2 separate regions of the Anas platyrhynchos genome follow, and region 1 is linked to region 2. Evidence: chromatin contacts called from public Hi-C data. All regions are on one chromosome and are shown on one strand. Each heading gives the region's core, a stretch centred on a gene start, on an enhancer-like site or on the middle of the called end of the contact. The rest is flanking DNA. Distances are from core to core; before and after follow the strand shown.

Evidence for each region. Hi-C and Micro-C count contacts between places; a contact is called where the count stands out from the background.
Region 1: a contact with region 2 is called in a Hi-C map of skeletal muscle, with 2.0 times the contacts expected there. The contact joins two enhancer-like sites. A contact is called at or near these places in 2 of 8 Hi-C or Micro-C datasets (skeletal muscle and subcutaneous adipose tissue).

Annotation. Positions count from the first base shown.
Region 1 is chr3:56,781,637-56,787,136 of IASCAAS_PekinDuck_T2T, forward strand. All of the region lies in intron 12 of ARID1B (AT-rich interaction domain 1B), which reads left to right. Among named protein-coding and RNA genes, the nearest start is that of TMEM242, 99 kb to the right of the region's middle. Within about 2 kb of position 1,840, at least 2 of the 8 cell types and tissues checked have an H3K27ac peak or open chromatin away from gene starts, as enhancers often do.
Region 2 is chr3:56,662,980-56,668,525 of IASCAAS_PekinDuck_T2T, forward strand. All of the region lies in intron 4 of ARID1B (AT-rich interaction domain 1B), which reads left to right. Among named protein-coding and RNA genes, the nearest start is that of ARID1B, 180 kb to the left of the region's middle. Within about 2 kb of position 1,577, at least 3 of the 8 cell types and tissues checked have an H3K27ac peak or open chromatin away from gene starts, as enhancers often do.

The DNA of each region.
Region 1 (5,500 bases), core at 590-3,089, 120 kb after region 2:
GTCTTTGCTCAAGGTGCATGTACCATCATATCTCTAAGATTCAAAGAGTTAAGCTGTTGTAGTAAAAATGATAGCATTCTGCGAGGACGTGCTCGTGCTGTAAGACACGAGGCAGCCAGCACCAGGAGGAGTTTCCATTTATCTAAAGATGAGGTCCTTCTGCCTGCACCTTCATTGCTGTGGCTCTGAAGCTGCATTTTCAGCGTGGCTGTTGCTTGGTAAAACTTCAGTTGGAGGCAGGATGGCAGATGCTGGGCTAATGAGTGGATCTCAGATGTTTGCTCTGATGTGGCTCGCCTTGAATGTGTGGCAGATGGAAGGAGCTGAGAGTATGGTGTATCCCCACGGCCAGACATTGTAGTCTGGAGGCACGCTCTCTATTCTGTTGTTGTTAATCCTGCATGTCAGATAAGTTGTTAGCATCACCATTTTTATCTTCTCTGAAAAATCAGAACATGAATTGATTGATTTGGGCCATTCTTTTTGTGTGTACAGTGTGGTTTCTTTCTAAATTAATTTAACTTGAGACTTGCAAGATTTGATAGTCATGATTGATACTCAACACAGGAAAATTCTTTAGCAGTGACATTTTAAGTATATAGGAAAAGGTGTTGTAAGTATTAGTCTATTAAGTTGACTTCTGAAAAATTTTCCTTTCATTTGCTGGTTATTAGACTTTTCTGAGCAACAAAATAATTTTGCTAATACCAGCTTTCACATTTACTGCTAGGTAGACCGCCTTCTGTTATTGCCAAGAGAGCATAATTCTGGAATGTTGATAGCAGTTCCGTATGTTAGAAGGCAATATTGGAAAAGTATTTAATGACTTAATTTGTGTTATTTCGGTTCACTGGCTGAAAATGGGAGGTGGAGAGTGGGGGACCCAGCAAGCTCTTGAGGTATTTTGCTGGCTGTATCGCCCCAGTTGGAAAACTCCTATCGTGGATACCACAAAATTTGCAAAAACCTTTATCATCATATAACACAGTTCTGGCCTTTACAAGATCATTTCATATGATAGTGCTTTGTCACTACAGAAGAAGGTAAGGCAATAAAGCTTAAATCTTTTTCAGCATGAGGTATTTGGTTTAAGGATTTGGGGCAGTGTTTAGTGTTAAACACTCCTAGATACATCTCCTTGTGTAATACTTTAAATAGTCCCACTTCCTCTTTAATACCTACAGTTATCAGGTACCTCAGTGTTGATAATTTAATATAGAAGATGACTTTGCAAGGTAATTTCAGAATGTGAAGAAAAATACGTAGTACAAGAGGTGAAGCCTATAGTCCAAATGTTTATCAGTCTGAAATGAGCATAGCAAGTCCAGAGTGTGCCCCACTGCAAAAATTATAAGTGTTGCATTTGCCTCTCATTCCCAAGAAGGCTGGTAAGGGGAGTGAAATTGTTTAGACTTGCTAAGGAGTGTCAGGAGGAAATTAATTTCTTTCTAAAACTAAGAAGCAGTACTAAAAATGAAAGGGTATTGTGCTTTGCTGTCTCCTCCCTTGCCCGTCCCCCTCCAACACTGCGCTCAGCAGTTTGTTCGGGGACAATTCCTGTGAATCTGTTGAACTTTGAGATGAAGAATCCTTATTTAAATACGTAGACTGGAAACAAAGGAATAGAAACACCAGACGTACCATTTTTACAGCGTCCTTTTGTATCACGATGCCACAGATTAAAATGATAAAGTCCGAGTTTAAATTTATCATAACATTCAAGGAAGCTGCCCATGAGGAGAACTGAAACTATTTTTCTAAGATAAAAACACAGCAGGACATAGAGACTGGAAGAGGGGGAAGCAAGCAAAGATCTCAAGGTTTGTTTTGTTGGCTAGAAAAGAACTCGTGTCACTGAATGGACTGCACTTCTGTACGCAGAAAGGCTTTCCCAGTGTGTATCAGCTTTAGTACATGAAATCCCGCTGAGGTATAGATGCTGCAGAGTACAAGCCTGTTCTTTTTAATAGTCAGCTTTTTTTTTCTCGCTCCTTTTTCTTTGGTTTATACCAACATTAACATTTTAACTGCACAAAAGAAGTAGAGTTGTGGATGTACTTTAGATAATCTGTTACTCTTTGGCATTCAGAGGGAGCAGGAGCCCGGTACAACACGGAACAGCAGCCTCGTAAGGTCCTCCTTTTAACCATTAGCCTCTGTTGTGCAGTTAGCTCAGTGCAGGCAGAACCGCTTTGAAGCAGACACCATTTGCAAAGAAGCAGTTGGCAGCATTAGTGCTTGGGTAATTTGATAAAAAAGCAGGGGGATTTGTCTCAGAGGGGGCGTGTTGTACTTTGTCCATGAGAAACAGTGCAAAAACCATAGGAAGCAGAGCCCAGCAGAAGAACCTGGTTGGGAAAAGGTTGTGGTGTGCAAGGCAAATCTGGGGGACTGCGATGCAGCACTGTGGGTTCGTGTGTTAGTCCATTTGCTTGTATTTGGGATTTCCCATCACTTTTGGTTTTTGCATCATTAACTCTAATAAGGTAAATGATATGTAAAGGAGAGAATAGTTTAGTGCTGTGTACAGTGCAATTCAGGGTAGTGTCAGCAATTATATGAAGTTGAAGAAGGGAGTCGGAGTAGCCAGCGTTGGCACTGTAGCCAAGGCATTAGTGATAGGATTAGCTGCCTATTGTAATAAACGTCCTGGCTCCATAGTACTGTTGGAGCCTCTTCTGTCCTTTCAGAAAACTGCCAGGCAGAGGTGGGGGCCTGAAGGTGTTGCAGTGTGTCTTGCACTGCTCTGAGGCTGTGCAGGCTGGAGACGTGCTTGTGGTAGGCTGAGACCTTGATATCACGCCTTGGGTCTGCCTGGGTCAGGTAGTACCACCGTGGTGGACACCACCAGCAGATGCCTAATGCCAGGCTAGCTATTAGAGGACCCCTGCTGGCCCTGTGTCCTGGTTGTTGTGTCTGTGCCAAGGTCCGTGCCAACTATTGGGTGTTATTTTGCTGTGCAGGCACTCCTTTATGGAGAGAAAGGCACCGTGGGCCTTCGTAAGCATCCTTCTGGGGCTCCAGTACTTTCCAGAAGTGGGTACAAAGACAAAATGCGCTTCCCATCATGTGCATTCGATAGTTTTGACCCAAATGCACAAATCCAGTGGCAAGTCCTGAACTGAAAGTTTCCCTGGCAGTGGAGAAGCAGGCCCTGGGGAGAGGGACAGCGGGGGGGACGCAGCACAACGCAGCCCTTCAGTGAGTGCCCCTGGAACCAAACCCATCCCTCTTCAGCAGCGGGTGGCCGACCGACCTGCTGTTATTAGCGGGCAGGTGATGCCACGCAGCGTGCCACCAGGCCAGCCGAGGAATCCCCACAGAAGACGGATGGGCGAGGGGTCGGAGGACGTGGGGGCAGGCCGAGGTGCCCCCACGCCCCGCCGGGGGGGCCCAGCCGCAGCCAGCGGCCCCCAGCCCGGCCAAACTGGGGCACGGGGCTCGTGCTGTGTGAATTATCTTCCCAGCGTGGCGGCTGGCTGCTCGCTCTGAAGTATGCGAATGTGCTTAACCTTCAGTAACCTTCCCATTGTTTACTTTAGAGTATACATTTGTAGCTTCTGGCAAAAGGTAGGGATATCCTAGAGAGCGCGTCAGGCCTCCTATTAATGGCGTTTCAAGAGGTTGAATTCTTTTTTTTTTTTTTTTCCTGGAGGGAAAAAATTGCTGGCAAGAGAAATCTGTTTTATATATTTATTTTTTTAACTGCGTCTTTCTGGTAAATCAAGGGTCTTTCCTGAAAGCAGCCCGTGCTGCCATTCAGGCTTTGCAAGGAAAAAGCTGTGGCAGTCCTGCAATTCCGTGCTGCCGTTGAGTGAACTGCGGGAAGAGTTTGTAGGATTTCACTTCTCACTAACAGAAATGCTCCTTTTATTTCCTTTTGAATGGATTTTAAATTCCTAAAAGCATACTCTTACAGATCTGCTATGACACTTGAGAGAGAAGCATTACTGAGACATGGACGTGAGATGAAGAATTCATTAGCTATGTATACATAGGTTTTTTTCCTGGACGTCCACAAGTCAGCTCCAGTCATGTACACAGAGATTACCTATTCTAAAAGAACATTAGTGTTTGTCTTTCTTATTCATTCTTTGTTTAGTACCGAAGCTTAGAAAGCACTTTAAAAGATAGGGCTTCTGTTTCAGGATGTCCACGATCAAAACGAAACGGCTAGAGTAATAAAATACCTGCAAGAATAGATATAAGGAATTCAGAGAATAGATTAACAAATGTAAAATCTAAGGTGAAACATGAAGAGAGGAATATGTCACTTTCTTCCAAAGTAGAGGGTTGTTTCCATATCCTTGAAAACTAGAAAACATTGCTAATAGCAATGTGTGTGAAATGTATTAGTATGTGTGAGGGAACATAAGTAATCTGCATTTAGTGTGTGCACATACTATATCCAAAAACTGGTCAAAGCATATCTTTTTGTTGCAAAGCCTAGTGCTCAAATGTTAAGAAATGCCAAAAGTGAGATATAGTCTTTGTAACCTTAATTATGTTTCCTTGTGCATCTACAGTTCAATACACTCTTAATCATGCGGTCACATTGATATTTTTTCTGTGAAATGTCTGTGTCATTCAGTGCACAAAATAAACAAATGTTCAACAAATGAGAAGCTATTCAGTATTTTGTGTTACCCTCACCTTTCAATAACTGTACCACAGTTTTCAGACAGCCTCAAACAGAGAATTATAATTTTACTCCTTGTTTGTTTGTTTGTTTTCTTTTGGTCCTCATTTTAATTGTATTTGAGGGCTTTAAAAGCATCGATCAACCTTTGCAATATACGTCTGAGAGGAAAAGGAATATGATTCCTGTTCTACAGATGAAGAGCTGGGCCACCAAAAAAATTTACATCATGAATATCAGCTCATTCTGGGTGCCAGTTTTCTAAGTTTTGCCATGTATCACCCTTTACATGATCTCACCTGTTGCCTTATTGTGTTCTGGATAGCCACAAATCAACATCTCTAAAGAGACTCTCTGAGGAAAGGACTACACATCTAAGAACCTCTTGTGAAAAAAAATAATTTCACTCATATGCCCAGTATTGCACATGAATTTTCTACAGGAGAAAGCAAAAAAAAATAGCTTGAGGTGAAGATCCATCTGGATAACTTCCTTGTGATTGTCTGAAGCATGGTAAATGTTTAAGAAACTGAAAATCACATCCTACAAGAAAGAGTTACATTACTTAAAGAATGTAGGTTATACCCAGTCTTGGGCTCTTCTTGTTAGCTGATGACCTGATCCAGAGGTTGAAACCGTTGCAGGCCCTAGCCTGTAGAAGTGTGCCAGCAGGGACCTAGGGCAAAGCACATTCACAAAGCAATACCAGAAACTTGGCACTTCTCGTAATAGTATTTACCTTCCATTTTTCAGATATTTATAAACAGTTGTTTAACAGAGGGTCAGGGTCAAGGCAAATAACTATAACTACCACCCAGCAGACAGAAATTTAACTTGCAGGTTCTCTGTTGGACATCATCA
Region 2 (5,546 bases), core at 327-2,826:
ACAGAGCAGAAATAAGAGGTAAAAGGTTTAACCATTGTGAACGACGCCAACACAAACACCAAGGCAATGGACAAATGAAAATACCCGTGTCTGAATTTCTTAAATCCTGAGATTTAGACGCTCAGTTCTCATCAGGACATTTTAATCCCTCAGTTAGAATGGAAAACCTGAGTCTGAGAGGTTGGTCGTGATATAAAGATTTAATCCACACCTTGTAGGAGTCTCACGTTGGCATCAGTTGGCGTGGCAGTGCGGAAAGGAGGCGGCACATGCTCCAGGTGGGCTACAGTGTCCAGCCCTGCCTGGGGAAGGAGCTGCCGGGCTGTTTTCCAGTCAGTGCTTAGTTTCCTATTCTCTTCCCCTCCCTTTCCCCACAACTTTTGCTGCCAGCACCGACCTGACCCAAATCCGTCTGGGTAGCAGCGGCCTGGCCCAGCCTGGGAGGGTGATGCCGCCTCTCCCATGCATCCCGGCCTCTTGGCAGAGGTGCCAGCCACCCTTGGGTGCTGCAGCCCTTTTGGCAGAGCTTGTGGCGTGGCGTGGCACTGCTGCAGGGCACCGTGCTGGTGGCAGACCTGTCGGGAGGCTCGGGGCGAGGGAAAGGGAGCCGCTGATGCTCCCGCAGCGGGGGAGCTCCAGCCAGAACAGGGCGCTCGTGTTTGGTCGCCGGCTCTAATCCGTCCATTGTGTGCGCTTTTAAGCTGCGTTGTGATGTAATTGGCTTAATCATTACTATTATGTTGCTGCGCACAAGTTGGGATTGTAATTTGACATATGGAAATCAACGGCGACTGGATTAGCGATTCGCAGGTGTCATTTAAAAGCAGGGGCAGGCGAGAAAGCCTTGCCTGTGTTGCAAGGGAGGTGTTGCTGCCGTGCGGAGGCACAATTATCTGCAGCACTGCGTCTGGTGCCGTCTTCACGTCGGAGCCAGCTTCACCTGGGCGCTGCTGGGGCCGCGCTGCTGGGCTCCAGGAGCCCCGACCTCGCTCCCGATGGACGTGCTCGCTGGCGGAGGGATTTTATGGTTCCTTCGGAGAAGACAAGTCCAGGAGGAAAGATTTCTCTTCGACAGGGAAATCCGTGCCATGGAGCCACCGTTCTGCTAGAGAGACGCAGTGAGGGTGGCATTTCCGATGTGGCGGTGCCAGCACCGCGGGGCTGTGGGCACTGCTCGTGGAAGTGGCCGCGTTTTGGTTCTGTGACGCAGCAGAAAGCGGTGACCTCACCTCCAAAATTTAATAACTCTGGAAGTTGTTGAGGGAGGCAGCTCCTAAGTCTTTTCAAATACCTGCGGCCGGGATGCATTTTTTCAGTGCTCCCTCTCCGACACAGGATATACAATTTTAAGAATGACGTGTGCTCAGGACTGAAACCTCTTTTTGGCTCCCAACCATGCTACTTTTACTCGAGTTCACTAAGCTTTTATTTTTATTTTTCTCTTTCCTCCACCTTGCAAACGGTGCTGTATTGCTACACTCAGCGCACCACGCTGCATCTCCTGTAGCCTGCTTATTCTCACAGCCCCAGCTACCAGAAGTTCAAATCTCGAGGGGAAATTCAGCTGCTGCGCGGTGTAGCTACGTGTCAGCTTCCTGCTTTGAAGCGTAGGACACCAAAGAGAATACATTTAGTGGCTGACCGTGAGTTATGACGGTGCAAATCTAGAAGGAAACTGTTGTTCTAGCGGTATCCATAACACGGAAGCCTTGAGCTGCGAGATGGAGTAGCGATGCCATTTGAGAAAATTGAGAAAATGTGTTCTCGAGAGATTTTGGTGTTTGTTAATTTTTCCATCTTTATTTTTTGGAGATTTGAACTAGATCGATTGGCACAAAATAGCACTTAATTCCTGGAAGGAAGGAGGAAAGAAGTTATTCAAGAAGAAGAAAAAGTAGGCATAAAAATTGTTTTCTTTTAATGCTTGCCTTGTTTAAGACAGCTTTCTTTTGTTGAAGTCTCCGAGCAGCCTCTGCTTCTGCCATCTGGTGGCTGCTTCTGCAAGTTGCATCTTCAAAGCCAAATTAAATTGTTTTAAAGCCAATTAATCCTTTTCAGAAGAGGATGTTTTCAAGTGTCTGAATTATCTCTGTCTTGATATGTTGACACTTGGAGTGTCTATGTGTGTGTTTAGTATATAGGAAAATACAGAGAAATGAGCCCTCATTTACATCTGCCTGTGCACTGTTGACTTAGGTAGGAATCCGGGGGCTTGTAAATAAGTTTTTGGATTTGTTTCAGCTCAGAAAGAATAGATATTCATACTAGCCTCCAGTAACTTCTGTTTCGCTGCTCAGAGCAAAATTAGGATTACATGTTTCACCAGCTCTGTTGCTGCTGTTCTCTTTGTGGAGTTGTGTTATCGGAGGTGTTCGGAGATGACTAAAAGGATTTCCCAGCCTTCTTCCTCTGAGCCATTTTAAAGCTGTGTTTTAGGCTTGCTGAAGCCTCCCGAGTGCCCTTTGTGCCAGCTGGTTTTTAAGGGGAGAGAAGGGCACCATAGCAGGGAATACGGTGCTCTTTTAGGGCTCTCAGCGGCGCTCAGGGGCCCCTTACAGAGGAGCCAAAGCGGTTTGCAGTGGTTATGGCTAAGCGAGTAGCAGCAATTTCAGCATGTTCCTGCCTGGACCTATGCATCTCACTGCCAGGGCAACCCAAGAAATCTCAGGGCTGAGTGATGGCGATCGTGGTCTGGAAGCTTCACCTGCAGAATCAGTAGTTATAATGTCTGGGAATTTCAGCCTCAGGAGATCTCTCTGGTATTTCTTTTCAGGATTTTAAAGTTTTATGGGAGGATATGGAAAAAAGTGAGGTTTTATTGGCTCATCACGCGGTGGTGGTGGATGTGGACAACCTTGCATGGGGGAAGAGAAGATGAAATGATGCACAGGAGAGGAAAGAAAGCCACATTAGCTGGGAACCCCCAAATGTCCCCCAGTGTCCAGGCGTGCTGGATAAATGGCACGGCAGCAGCTGCCCCTTTGCTCCCTGCGCTCTGTCCCAGTCAGCGATGCTGCCTGCGCACGCACTCCTGCAGTGCAGTCTCAGGGAAGTCGAGGCAAGGCTTTAGGGAGGAACTGCCTCCTGTGGCAGTGTCCCCGTGAGGGGACAGCATGCTGAGCTTTTTCCTAGATATATTTATTCCCTTGTTTCTTCTGCTAGACATCTCTCTGGTGACCCAAAATACTGATGAATACACGCCCAATGCTTCTTTTCCATGTGAAGCAGCTACTGATGCTTGCAGAATAAATACTGGCGGCCTCAGGGTTAGGCTTGGGCAGCTGGCATGGGGCTGTGGAAGTGCTCTGCTTTCCAAAAGCTCCTCTGAGTGCAATGTGGAGGGCTGGGGTGAGCAGAGCTGGTGAGCATCACCCCTGCCTCCGAGTCCTCAAACCATGCTGTTGCGTGGTTTGCCATCAGCTGGGAACTAGCGCTAAAAAATAAATAAATGAATGAACTGCTGGCTTTCTTCCCGTATCATCTCTGCTTTAAGAACAAGAACATGGTGAGCAGCCATCACCAGCAATGCTGTGGAGTTTGTATCACCAAGATGTGGCTGGGACCACGCGTGGCTTTGTGGTGGAAGCTGAGAGCTGCCGCTGCCCTTCGGAGAGTCCGAGGGGTCAGAAGCTGGCACACAGCTTTCCTAAACACACGTGTGTGCGACTCGGGACATCGCCCAGTTTTTCCTGAAGCGACGTCTGCAACTCTCTATGCCTTTCTGGTGACATGCATCCCCCTTCCCTCAGTATTTCTGCTGTGTTTCTGCGCTGACTTAAGCCGACGCTTTGTTCATACGTGCTGCTGCAGCCCCTGACCAGCCAGTGCTCGTGGCAGCGGCCGCCTGCTTCGGTCCTGGCTCGAGGAGCTGCCCTGCGATGTGCACGGGGGGTTAGCCCTTTGCTAGGATCTGTAGAAACACCCCAAAAGCATCTGGTGCTCTTCTCCTGATGGGAACACCCGTCAGCTTGAGGGTCTGACTGAACCCACCATTTCACATCAGTCCCTACAGTGCAGCAATGAGAATTACCACCAACAACAACAAAAAAAGGGGGAGGGAGATTTATTTTCTCAGTCTTTCCTCTGTTACTCCACACTCTTAATTGGTGGGGTGCTGAGACCTCGCAGCCCCACGTTCCTCCCCTGGTTTGCCAGCATTTAGCTCAGCTTTGTGTTTCTGGCAGCGTGCAGCTGAACTGCAGGCTGTTAAACTGTAACCAGGATGCTGCTGGTGCGATAGCGCGGGCCCTTTGCAGTCCTGTGTGGCCCGTGTGATTTATACGGCTGTTTTGAACTTGGAGGGAATATCAGATTCACCGAGAGCTCATCTGACAACTGGAACGCAGCGCTTGCTTGTAAATACCTGCACATTTTAAATAAATGTTTAGGCAGGTGGTCTCTTTGTTTGGGGGTGGGAGGAGGGCAGGACAGAGCGCTTGCAAATACCTGGCTGCTCTTTCTTGATTAGGAGAGCAGGTTAGACCAGATTTCTTTTTTCTTCTGCAAATTTCTCCCTGACTGCATAACTGGTGCGACCAGAACTGCTGCCCGGAGCCAGGAACCCCACCTTGGTGCAGGAAGCCTGCTCCTGTTGGTCTTGCGACTGAAACCCACGACAACAAAGAAACCGCAACTTTCTTAATTTCCCTGCTGTTCGTTCGTTTGTTTTTTGGGGCGGTATTTCTCTTCAACGGCACGAAACGGGGATTCACGTACAGAAGGATTCAGATGTTGTGCGATGCGGCTGCTTACGCTGATTGCATAGTCAGCTTGTTAAAACTAATACTAGGTTTGCGGAGCAGAAATTGCAGAGAGGAACGTGAGAAAGTTGTTGGGTAGACAGATGTGATTTCGGATTCGGTTTCCCTTTTTTTCAGGGATGAGGTCAGGTGTGTATCATGCTTCAGAACCGTGCTGTGCGTGAAAAAGTACTGGTGACGTGCCATGGGTTTCACAGAGGGAGAAACAGTGACAATACTGCATCAGCTTGAGTTTCAGCTGAACATACATTTCTTTCGCAAAAAAAGACCTTTTAATAACTTTGAAGCTTCAATTATTCCATTTTTTTGTTTGTTTGTTTGGTTTTGGTTTGGCTTTGTTTTTTAAGGAATTCTTCGTGTGAGACAGGGTTTTTTAGTGAATTAGGGATCTTGATGAATAATTGTATTGGGTTCGAATGACAATGGGAGATCTCGTTTTTCAAGGTCATTTCTTTGGTTTTCTTGGTGAGCGGCGAATTATATTGGATCTTAATAATGTATTTTCGTTACATAGGAGGATCAAAATTACACATGGCTCAGGCATAATTTCCATACTATTGCAATACTTTTAATTGCTTATTACATGCGTGTAAACAGTTGTGCTGTAGTTCTGGTGCAATAATCCTTCTGTGTGTTTTGCAATTCTACTACAGAATCCTTGATAACACCTGAAACAGAAAGCAGACAGATTTATAGTCTCTGTAGTAAAACTTGCCTTAACATTTTAATCTGGAGCACAATGAGCATCATCCCTGCCTTTCAATTTAATGTGACTCTGTTTTCATT